Linked DNA regions of Mus musculus: regions 1 and 3 are each linked to region 2. The links are chromatin contacts, called in public Hi-C and promoter capture Hi-C maps. All regions are on one chromosome and are shown on one strand. The core of a region is the stretch at or near the end of the contact, and the rest is flanking DNA. Distances in the headings are between cores, read along the strand shown.

Region 1 (2,700 bases), core at 200-2,699, 150 kb before region 2:
GACAGTTGTCTGTTACCATGACAATTTTCTTTTTACATCCTATGGCTATAGCATATCAACTCAATGCAGGTCAAAGCATTAACTAGGCAGGTAATTTTTAAATCACCCAGACAGACAGATGGGTGCAGATTAGATATACATTTCATTAAAAATTCGTTATTATTTATTGCTTTGCTGTTGGTGCAATCTAAACGGAAAAATGTAAGTGTCATTGGCTTACTCAGTAAATATGAATGGATTACCTACTAAAGACCAAGCACAGTACCACGTATGAGCATGCCATGGGTATCCCACAGGCCCCATCTCTGCCATGGGTATCCCACAGGCCCCATCTCTGCTTCGGAGGACTTTTTAAGCCCAGAGATAAGGTGAGCAAGCAATGAGCAACATCACAAGTGTAGACAGTTCTAACATGGAGGATACTGGGAGGATGCTTGCTGTGTGTGCTATGTGAAATGTGTGGTGAGACCTCACACTGGGGAGCCTCAGCTGCCTGGAAGCTCAGGAAAGCTTCCTCAAGGGGACTGCAAAGCAGCAGAGACAGGCTGCCATCTGCTTGGCCTTGTACACCTGAGTTCAGCTAGCGCTGATGCTTGGGCAGATTGGTGTGTGTGAGTGTGTGTGTGTGTGTGTGTGTGTGTGTGTGTAGCATGGTTCAAGCTTCTTTCATGGTAACACACACACACACACACACACACACACACACACAAGCTTCAGCACTTGTTTGCTATCATTATATACCAGTGTAAAATGTCAAGGGAAAACAAAAGTTGCAGCAACCGCAAAAGATGGGTTTGGGGGAGGGGTTGCTCAGGATTCCAAGGGTAGTTGCTTGGGGGCTTCTTGCTGGGTTTTAGCGGTTGGCCAAGCCTCAGAGCAACTCTTAGGCAGGCTCTCCCAAATACTGTTTTCATAATACTGCTTTAAAAACAGGGTCCCCACCACCATCACCACCACCCCCGTGCAAGGACCGATTTCTAGTTGCATTTTAGCCAATGCTCGGATCAGGTTTTTCAAGCGACAAAGAGATACCTGAGATCCTGGGCAGAGGACATCCTAGCTCGGTCAGATTTGGGCAGGCTCAAGTGACCAGTGTCTTAAGGCAGAAGGGAGTCGGGGTAGGGTCTGGCTGAACCCTCAACCGGGGCTTTTAACTCAGGGTCTAGTCCTGGCGCCAAATGGATGGGACCTAGAAAAGGTGACAGAGTGCGCAGGACACCAGGAAGCTGGTCCCACCCCTGCGCGGCTCCCGGGCGCTCCCTCCCCAGGCCTCCGAGGATCTTGGATTCTGGCCACCTCCGCACCCTTTGGATGGGTGTGGATGATTTCAAAAGTGGACGTGACCGCGGCGGAGGGGAAAGCCAGCACGGAAATGAAAGAGAGCGAGGAGGGGAGGGCGGGGAGGGGAGGGCGCTAGGGAGGGACTCCCGGGAGGGGTGGGAGGGATGGAGCGCTGTGGGAGGGTACTGAGTCCTGGCGCCAGAGGCGAAGCAGGACCGGTTGCAGGGGGCTTGAGCCAGCGCGCCGGCTGCCCCAGCTCTCCCGGCAGCGGGCGGTCCAGCCAGGTGGGATGCTGAGGCTGCTGCTGCTGTGGCTCTGGGGGCCGCTCGGTGCCCTGGCCCAGGGCGCCCCCGCGGGGACCGCGCCGACCGACGACGTGGTAGACTTGGAGTTTTACACCAAGCGGCCGCTCCGAAGCGTGAGTCCCTCGTTCCTGTCCATCACCATCGACGCCAGCCTGGCCACCGACCCGCGCTTCCTCACCTTCCTGGGGTAAGTGCAGCCCCTAGGTTCTGTCCCTTCGTCTGTCCTCGGCTCCCCCTCGCCTGTCCAATCACACTCGCGAGGGCCAGCCACTCTCTTCGCTCAAACAACTTTGTGTTTGCTCTCTGGAGCCTCCCTCCTGTGTGCACTCACCCCTCAAAAGACTTTTCCTGATTCATTTACTCAGCGCTTGTTGCCTGGGCACCAGCCAGGTCCAGGTATGAAGTGGAAATTTGGAGGAAAACAAAAACAAAACAAACGAAGCTGTCATAAACCTTAGCACTTTGTCTGGAGCCTTTGAATTTTGCTTCAGTGTAAGACCAGTAAGCTGGTGTCCCTTAAACTCTGTTAGGAAGTTTTGATTTAAAAGAGGAAGAAAGAAAAGATAGGAAAAGCCTCTATGGAGAAGAACCATTATTCATCTTGCTGCCTTTTAAGCATTTAAACATTACTGGGCTGGGTGTGATACAGTTAATGGACTGTGTACCTCGCATGCAAGAAGACCTGCATCCATCCCCAGAGCTGTGTAATCCCTGGCATGGGCACACACTTGCAGACTGGCACTTGGGAAGTAGGTGTAGGAGGATCAGGAGTTAACGGCGATCTTTAGCAACGTAGCAAGTTTGAGGGTAGACTGGACTGAATAGGAGTGGAGGGAGGAGAGAGAGAGATGGAGAAAGGAGCCGGAGACTGACTGACTGACTGACTGGGAAAATGATAGAGGTCAGTGGGACAGACAGGAGAGAATATGACCAAAAATACACTTTATACACATTTGAAGATGTCGTGACGAAACCCCATTATTATGTATAATTAATATATGCTAATAAAAACACCATAGAGGCACGATTCTCCAAGATGAGGGTGCAGAGCGGAGGCTGCCTCATCAACTGCAGGAACCACATCTCTGGCCCCTGTTCCGTGAGTGCAGACTGT
Region 2 (2,700 bases), core at 8-2,507:
AGCACCCACATGGTGGTTAATAGCCATCTGTAACTTCAGTGTTACAGAGGTTCAGTTGGGGGATCCAACACCTTCTTCTGGCCTCTGTGGGCATCAGGCACACATGTACATACACGGTGCACAGGCACGCACACAAGCAAAACACACCTACACACATAAAACTAAATTTAATTTTTTTTTTAAAGAGTGGGAGAAAAAAATACTGACAATCTCAGTTTGACCCCTGGAATCTACAAAATGCATACATACATACATACATACATACATACATACATACATACATACTGATACAGAGGCTCATAACTGTAATCCCAGAACTCCTACGAGAGACTGGGTGGGGGGTGGAGGCAGGAGAATTGCTTGGAAGCTCACAGCTGTGCAGCACAGTGGGAACAAGAGACAAGGCAGCTTCAACAGGAGGAGAGAAGAGACTTCCCAAAGCTGTCCTCCTGTCCCCTGACCTCCACATGCCTGCTGTGATCCTCAGATGCTGACATGTATGTTCAGACACACACCACAGAGAGATGGGGTGGGAGAAGGTGATGGTGATGACAACTACGACAGATAAAAAATAAAATAATAAAAATCACGCCTAACATAAAGCATAACATAACATAACTAACATAAAGTGTTCAGTCTGTTACAGAAACCAAAGCAATATAGCAATATTGGGGGACAGAGGTAGGTCAATAATAGAGCTCTCACCTAAAATGCACTGGCCCTGGGTTCAGTCCCTAATGCCTCAGGGAGGAAAAGAAAGGGGGGGGGGGAGGAAGAAAAGACGGAGGAGAAAGATCTGATCAGAAGCCCGGCATGGTGGTGCATGTCTTTAATCCCAGCCACAGGAGGCAGAGGCAGATGGGTCTCTGAGAGTTTGAGACCATCCTACAAACTGAGCTCTGGGATAGCCAGAACTCTAGAGAGACACACTCAAGGACAGTCTGAGCGGGCCTGGAACTCCAGGTCCCCAAGTGCCTTCTGGTTTCTTAGGTTAAAAGAGGAAAATAAGGTGTGAGACTCGGAGAGCTTTGTCAGGCAGGTAGCTAATCAGGGGAACCACACCCTCTCCTTTCCACCGAGACCTTAGAGGTTAGCCCTTGGAATTGTAAGGAGGAAAACCCTATTTGGTAAGAGATGGCTTTTGGTGCCTGGATTACCACAGCCAATCAGAGCACAGGACATTGCTCTTTGTACTCCAGCCCACCCCTACCCCACCCTCCACGGGGTTGATACCTCCTCCTTTCCTCGGAGTCTCTCTATTTGTAGTAAGACTCAACCCCAGACCACAGGACCGGTTCTGCCCAACCCTTTTGAACTGTAAGTATTTGTTAGGAAGTCTTTAAATCTAGGGGTCTTTCCTTTCAAAGTTTTATCTTATTCCTAACGTCGTTTGAGATTACGCTGAAAGATCATTGTTTTCTTCACTAATTGCTTTAACTTTAGTAATTTTTAGTGGAACTCAGCAATTAGGGGTCAGGCTTGCTAAACGTCATGCTTTGAGCATCTCAGTTGGGATCCTCTGGGCTCTGGGGCACCGTTCTCATGCCCACTGCTTGCTTTCGGGGAGGGCATGTTGTGTGCTGGATTTCCTAACTAGATCTTCTCTCTCTCTCTCTCTCTCTCTCTCTCTCTCTCTCTCTCTCTCTCTAAGTGATCTAGTTTCTTTATACATAATATATATATATATATATATATATATATATATATATTTGTTTAAACTACCTGGAGATTTTTATAGGTTTAGTCAGTGGGATTTCTGTAGATTTATTAGTTTGTAAAGTTTGGGAATCCTTAGGAGTTCTCACTATGAAAGCAAAACTCCAACTGCTCTGGGGGTTTGATCAGTACTCACTAACGCTCCTAGAGAAACACTCACATCTCACGTTGGGCAGCTCACGAGACTGAAGAACACTGAATCTTCATATCAGTGTATAATAGAAGGACTTCAGGCATATGTTGCTTAGAACCTGGCTTTATCGATATTAACAAGATTTATTAATATAACTAGTGCCATGTAACATAATTTTATTAAGCTGGTGTAGTCTCCTTCTAGAGAGTGGTGTGTTCTGAGGCAGAAATATAGGCACAAGAATGAGTCTAAGACTAATAGATAAAATTAAGATATTCAACTGTGAGCCAAATCCTACAAGATTTCCTGGTAGGGGCCAGTCCTTGCCAAGGAATCTCAGAAGGAAGGTATTTATCATGTTGCCTTTCTAAGCCCGTCGACTTAGAGTCCTGTTTCTGTCTCCTCCTCGCCTCTATTTTTTTTTTCTTTTTTCTTTTTTCTTGAGTGGTCCTCACCAGTTTCTATTACTTTCCTATTGCGCGTTTAAGGATGCATGCGGCAGAGCTCTGCCCCCACCGTCAGGAAACTACAGATTTCTCCTTGGCCCAAAACAACTCTATCGCAAGACTTTTTATGCACACAGCTGGGTCAATTCATGTTTTCTAATGGACTTGGAGTTATTTGTAACAGACAAAGCAAAGAGCCAGAGGTTGCAAGGTCTGCAAGTCACTGGGTGGGCGTCTCCACCATCAAGGGGTCCGTCCTGCATCACCAGCAGATAAGAACCATGAGCTGAGTTTGCACGTGCTCTGCAGACGTGGGAGGCTCAGGCAGGGGTTGGGGGGGGGGGGGGTGGAATCTGTCAGCCTGGGGAAAGGAGCACTAGTCACCAAAGCAGCCACATTCCTTTG
Region 3 (2,700 bases), core at 195-2,694, 230 kb before region 2:
CACCGAAGCTATATTTAGATATTCTCAAATCATGTATCCTTATATTTAATATCTATGAAGAAGAATACATTACAGACTGAATCTAGGAATTCTCTACAAAACACAAGTGACTATAGTCAATAAAAGATAACCATTATTTTGTCCTATAATTGAATTCCAAATATTAAAAATTAGGCTGAATTTGGAAATGAATTAGTAATATGGGGGGAGGGGGACCTGGGGCTGGATAGGTGTCAGTGGTTAAAAGTACTCCCTAATGTTACTAAGTACAGGGTTTGAATCCCAGCACCCACACCCAGTGGCTCACGACCACCTCGTTCCAGCTCCAGGAGAATCCAATGCCCTCTTCTGGCTTCCACAACTCCCCTCCCCCACATACATACAAATAATAAAATAATGTCTTCTTTAAAAAAAGAAAACGAAATCTTACCAGGTCCTCATTGCTGGTTACCTGTTCAAACTGTGAAAAACATCGTCTCCAAATCACAGAAACTAAAGAGAAAATGGCGACAACACAATTGTTTTCATTCGCTGCATATCTAACCAAGATTTACGTTTTTAAAGATGCTAGATAATCAAAGGGCACAATATCAAACATTCTTTTCAATGATTAGTTAGCAACCTGTTAGATTTGGGACATAATAGGACTCAAAATGAGCGGTTCCAAAGGCTTTGGATAAAGGACATATATACTTCCTCTCCTATAAATTCTTTCTCATTTCTACAGTTACGGATTGAAATTCAAATATGTACAGAAACAACAGAATGGTACTGTCATTCCAAAGGAGAAATAAAAAGATTCAAGACATTGACAAAGAAGCATAAAACAAACAAACAAAAAAAGAGTTGACTACACCTTGGAGACAGGAGCCTAGATAGCATAACTGTTTCCTGAGAGGCTTCGTCCAAGCAGCGGATGGAAACAGATGCAAGAGAACCACAGCCAACAAGTGTCCAGAAAGTCTTATTGAGGAGTCGGGGCGATAGGTTTTTGTAAAGTGAATAAGTAACGGGGTAAAGTGGTTGACTACACCTCAAAGTCCTCTTCAGCTCTAGGAAACTAGTCTACGATGACTCGAGCCTCCCACTTATCTCAAACCTAGTTCTATTGAAATAGTCATTTTGCTAACGGCGAGGACCCCACCGACAATCAGCGGCTATAATGCTATGCCGGACGTTTTACCTGCTTGAGTTCCGCGATCCGTGAAGCAGCCAGCCGCGGTTGTCAAATTCTTCCTCCCTATACCACTGCACAGAGCAACCAGAGCGGCCATGGTTCTCCGCCCTTCCTCTTCCTTTCTATTTCCCTAAGCGCCCCGACAGGTCCTTTCTGGTGCTCTTCCCCTGTCTGCCCGGGATTCGACGCAAAGGTTCCGGCGCGAACGCGGCCCGGGTTTCAATGCACTGCACCTTTATCTTCCCGCGCTTCCCGGGCCGGAAGTCACGTGACCCGGGGCTGCGCTGCTGAGGGATGGAAAGCTGATGCTGGGTCACCTGCTGTCTCCAGAACGGCGCCACCGGCTCCGGGCTGCACCCAGGGCGGCTGTCGCAGGGACTCTGGGCCGTTGTCATGGAGGACGGCTGTCCCCGCATCCGCCGGCGGGTGTCTGTCCGCAAAAGGAACCGCGGCAACCTGGAGAACCTCCGTGCCTCCCCGACCCCGGCCGAGCTCCAGCCTGCCGAGGACACGGAGGACGAAGCTGCAGCCGGGAGCCGCCGCCGGAAAACCGGGAGCCCGGAGCACGCCCAGGTACAGCCCTGCTGAGTCCCCGCATCCCCGTTGACTCGCCCGGTCCTGTCATCCCAGGGGCTGCGGTGGCAACCGCGTGTCCCGCCCCGGGCACGGCTGCGCGGGAGGTGAAACCGCCTTCTTCCCAGGTGCACATCATGAGTAGCCTTAGCTCGCTCTCTCACCTTTGTTATCCTTTTATCTCCATCACTTGGGAGACACTGCTTAAACCCCCGACTTCTAGGTAGATGTCAAACCTACATGCTCCTTCCATCCCCTGTCATAAAAAGTATTCACGGGGCAATTAACTGGCTTGACAGAGAGAAAGCTAGCCTTCCAAATGGCTCGGCTCTACTTTACTGATAAAACATTTTTATTGATGACCCATTAATTGCTAGTTACGTTATTAAACTAGCCATATTATGTAGACTTTTACAACGGTAAGTGAGTCCAGGGAAGTTGAGAGACTAAAGTTGTGACTCAATAAATAATTATCACCTCCCAGTTTACATCTCTGTTCTGTAAGCCACCATACATGAGTGTGCACATGACTGTCTCAATTCCAAGTTCAGAACAGAATTTCATTGTAGTGTCTAGTGGAACATTGTAGTGTCTAATGGCACAATCATGATTTTGTAGCAGACCAGCTTCTACGTTAGTGCCTGGGCCGGAATTACCACAGTTATCAGAAGCATCTATTGAATCTTGGAGAGAGTTACTGTTCTTTCATTCTTAAGTGCTTTAGCATAGGTTTAAGAATTAAAATGCCAAAGACTGGGCGGTTAGGTTCAGCAGCGGAGCCTGGGGCAGGCCCTGGGCTCACATGGCAGCACCAGAATAAATAATTTAGAATTCCAGTATCACCCCTTGGGGGATGTATCTGAGTTGACAGAATGTTTGCTTAGAATGCCCAACACCCTGGGTTTGATCCCAACACCTCCTAAAACCAGGCATGGTGAGGCATTCAGGAA

What was found. Hi-C and Micro-C count contacts between places; a contact is called where the count stands out from the background. Capture Hi-C pulls out chosen DNA fragments and counts their contacts.
Region 1: a contact with region 2 is called in a promoter capture Hi-C map of liver. The contact joins the promoter of Hpse here to the promoter of Plac8 in region 2. A contact is called at or near these places in 4 of 39 promoter capture datasets (the C10 cell line, the HPC-7 cell line, hematopoietic stem and progenitor cells and 1 more), 2 of 484 Hi-C or Micro-C datasets (centroblasts and embryonic fibroblasts), 5 of 115 datasets of contacts at active chromatin or transcription factors (bone marrow-derived macrophages, effector CD8 T cells, embryonic stem cells and 2 more) and 3 of 9 other capture datasets (adipose tissue, liver and pancreatic islet).
Region 3: a contact with region 2 is called in a Hi-C map of embryonic fibroblasts, with 2.8 times the contacts expected there. The contact joins the promoter of Helq here to the promoter of Plac8 in region 2. A contact is called at or near these places in 6 of 39 promoter capture datasets (the C10 cell line, the HPC-7 cell line, HPC-7-derived erythroid cells and 2 more), 13 of 484 Hi-C or Micro-C datasets (the AML12 cell line, B cells, the BV-2 cell line and 9 more), 3 of 115 datasets of contacts at active chromatin or transcription factors (the 230-238 cell line, extraembryonic endoderm stem cells and pro-B cells) and 3 of 9 other capture datasets (adipose tissue, liver and pancreatic islet).

What each region holds. Positions count from the first base shown.
Region 1 is chr5:100,718,465-100,721,164 of GRCm38.p6, reverse strand. Hpse (heparanase) reads left to right here and starts at 1,449. Exons shown (of 12, transcript NM_152803.5): 1 at 1,449-1,773. The coding sequence starts at 1,571.
Region 2 is chr5:100,570,762-100,573,461 of GRCm38.p6, reverse strand. It overlaps Plac8 (placenta-specific 8), which reads left to right and starts at 1,257. Exons shown (of 5, transcript NM_139198.3): 1 at 1,257-1,317.
Region 3 is chr5:100,797,344-100,800,043 of GRCm38.p6, reverse strand. Helq (helicase, POLQ-like) reads left to right here and starts at 1,444. Exons shown (of 18, transcript NM_001081107.1): 1 at 1,444-1,750. The coding sequence starts at 1,571. Mrps18c (mitochondrial ribosomal protein S18C) reads right to left here and starts at 1,285. Exons shown (of 6, transcript NM_026826.1): 1 at 1,184-1,285; 2 at 431-492. The coding sequence starts at 1,274.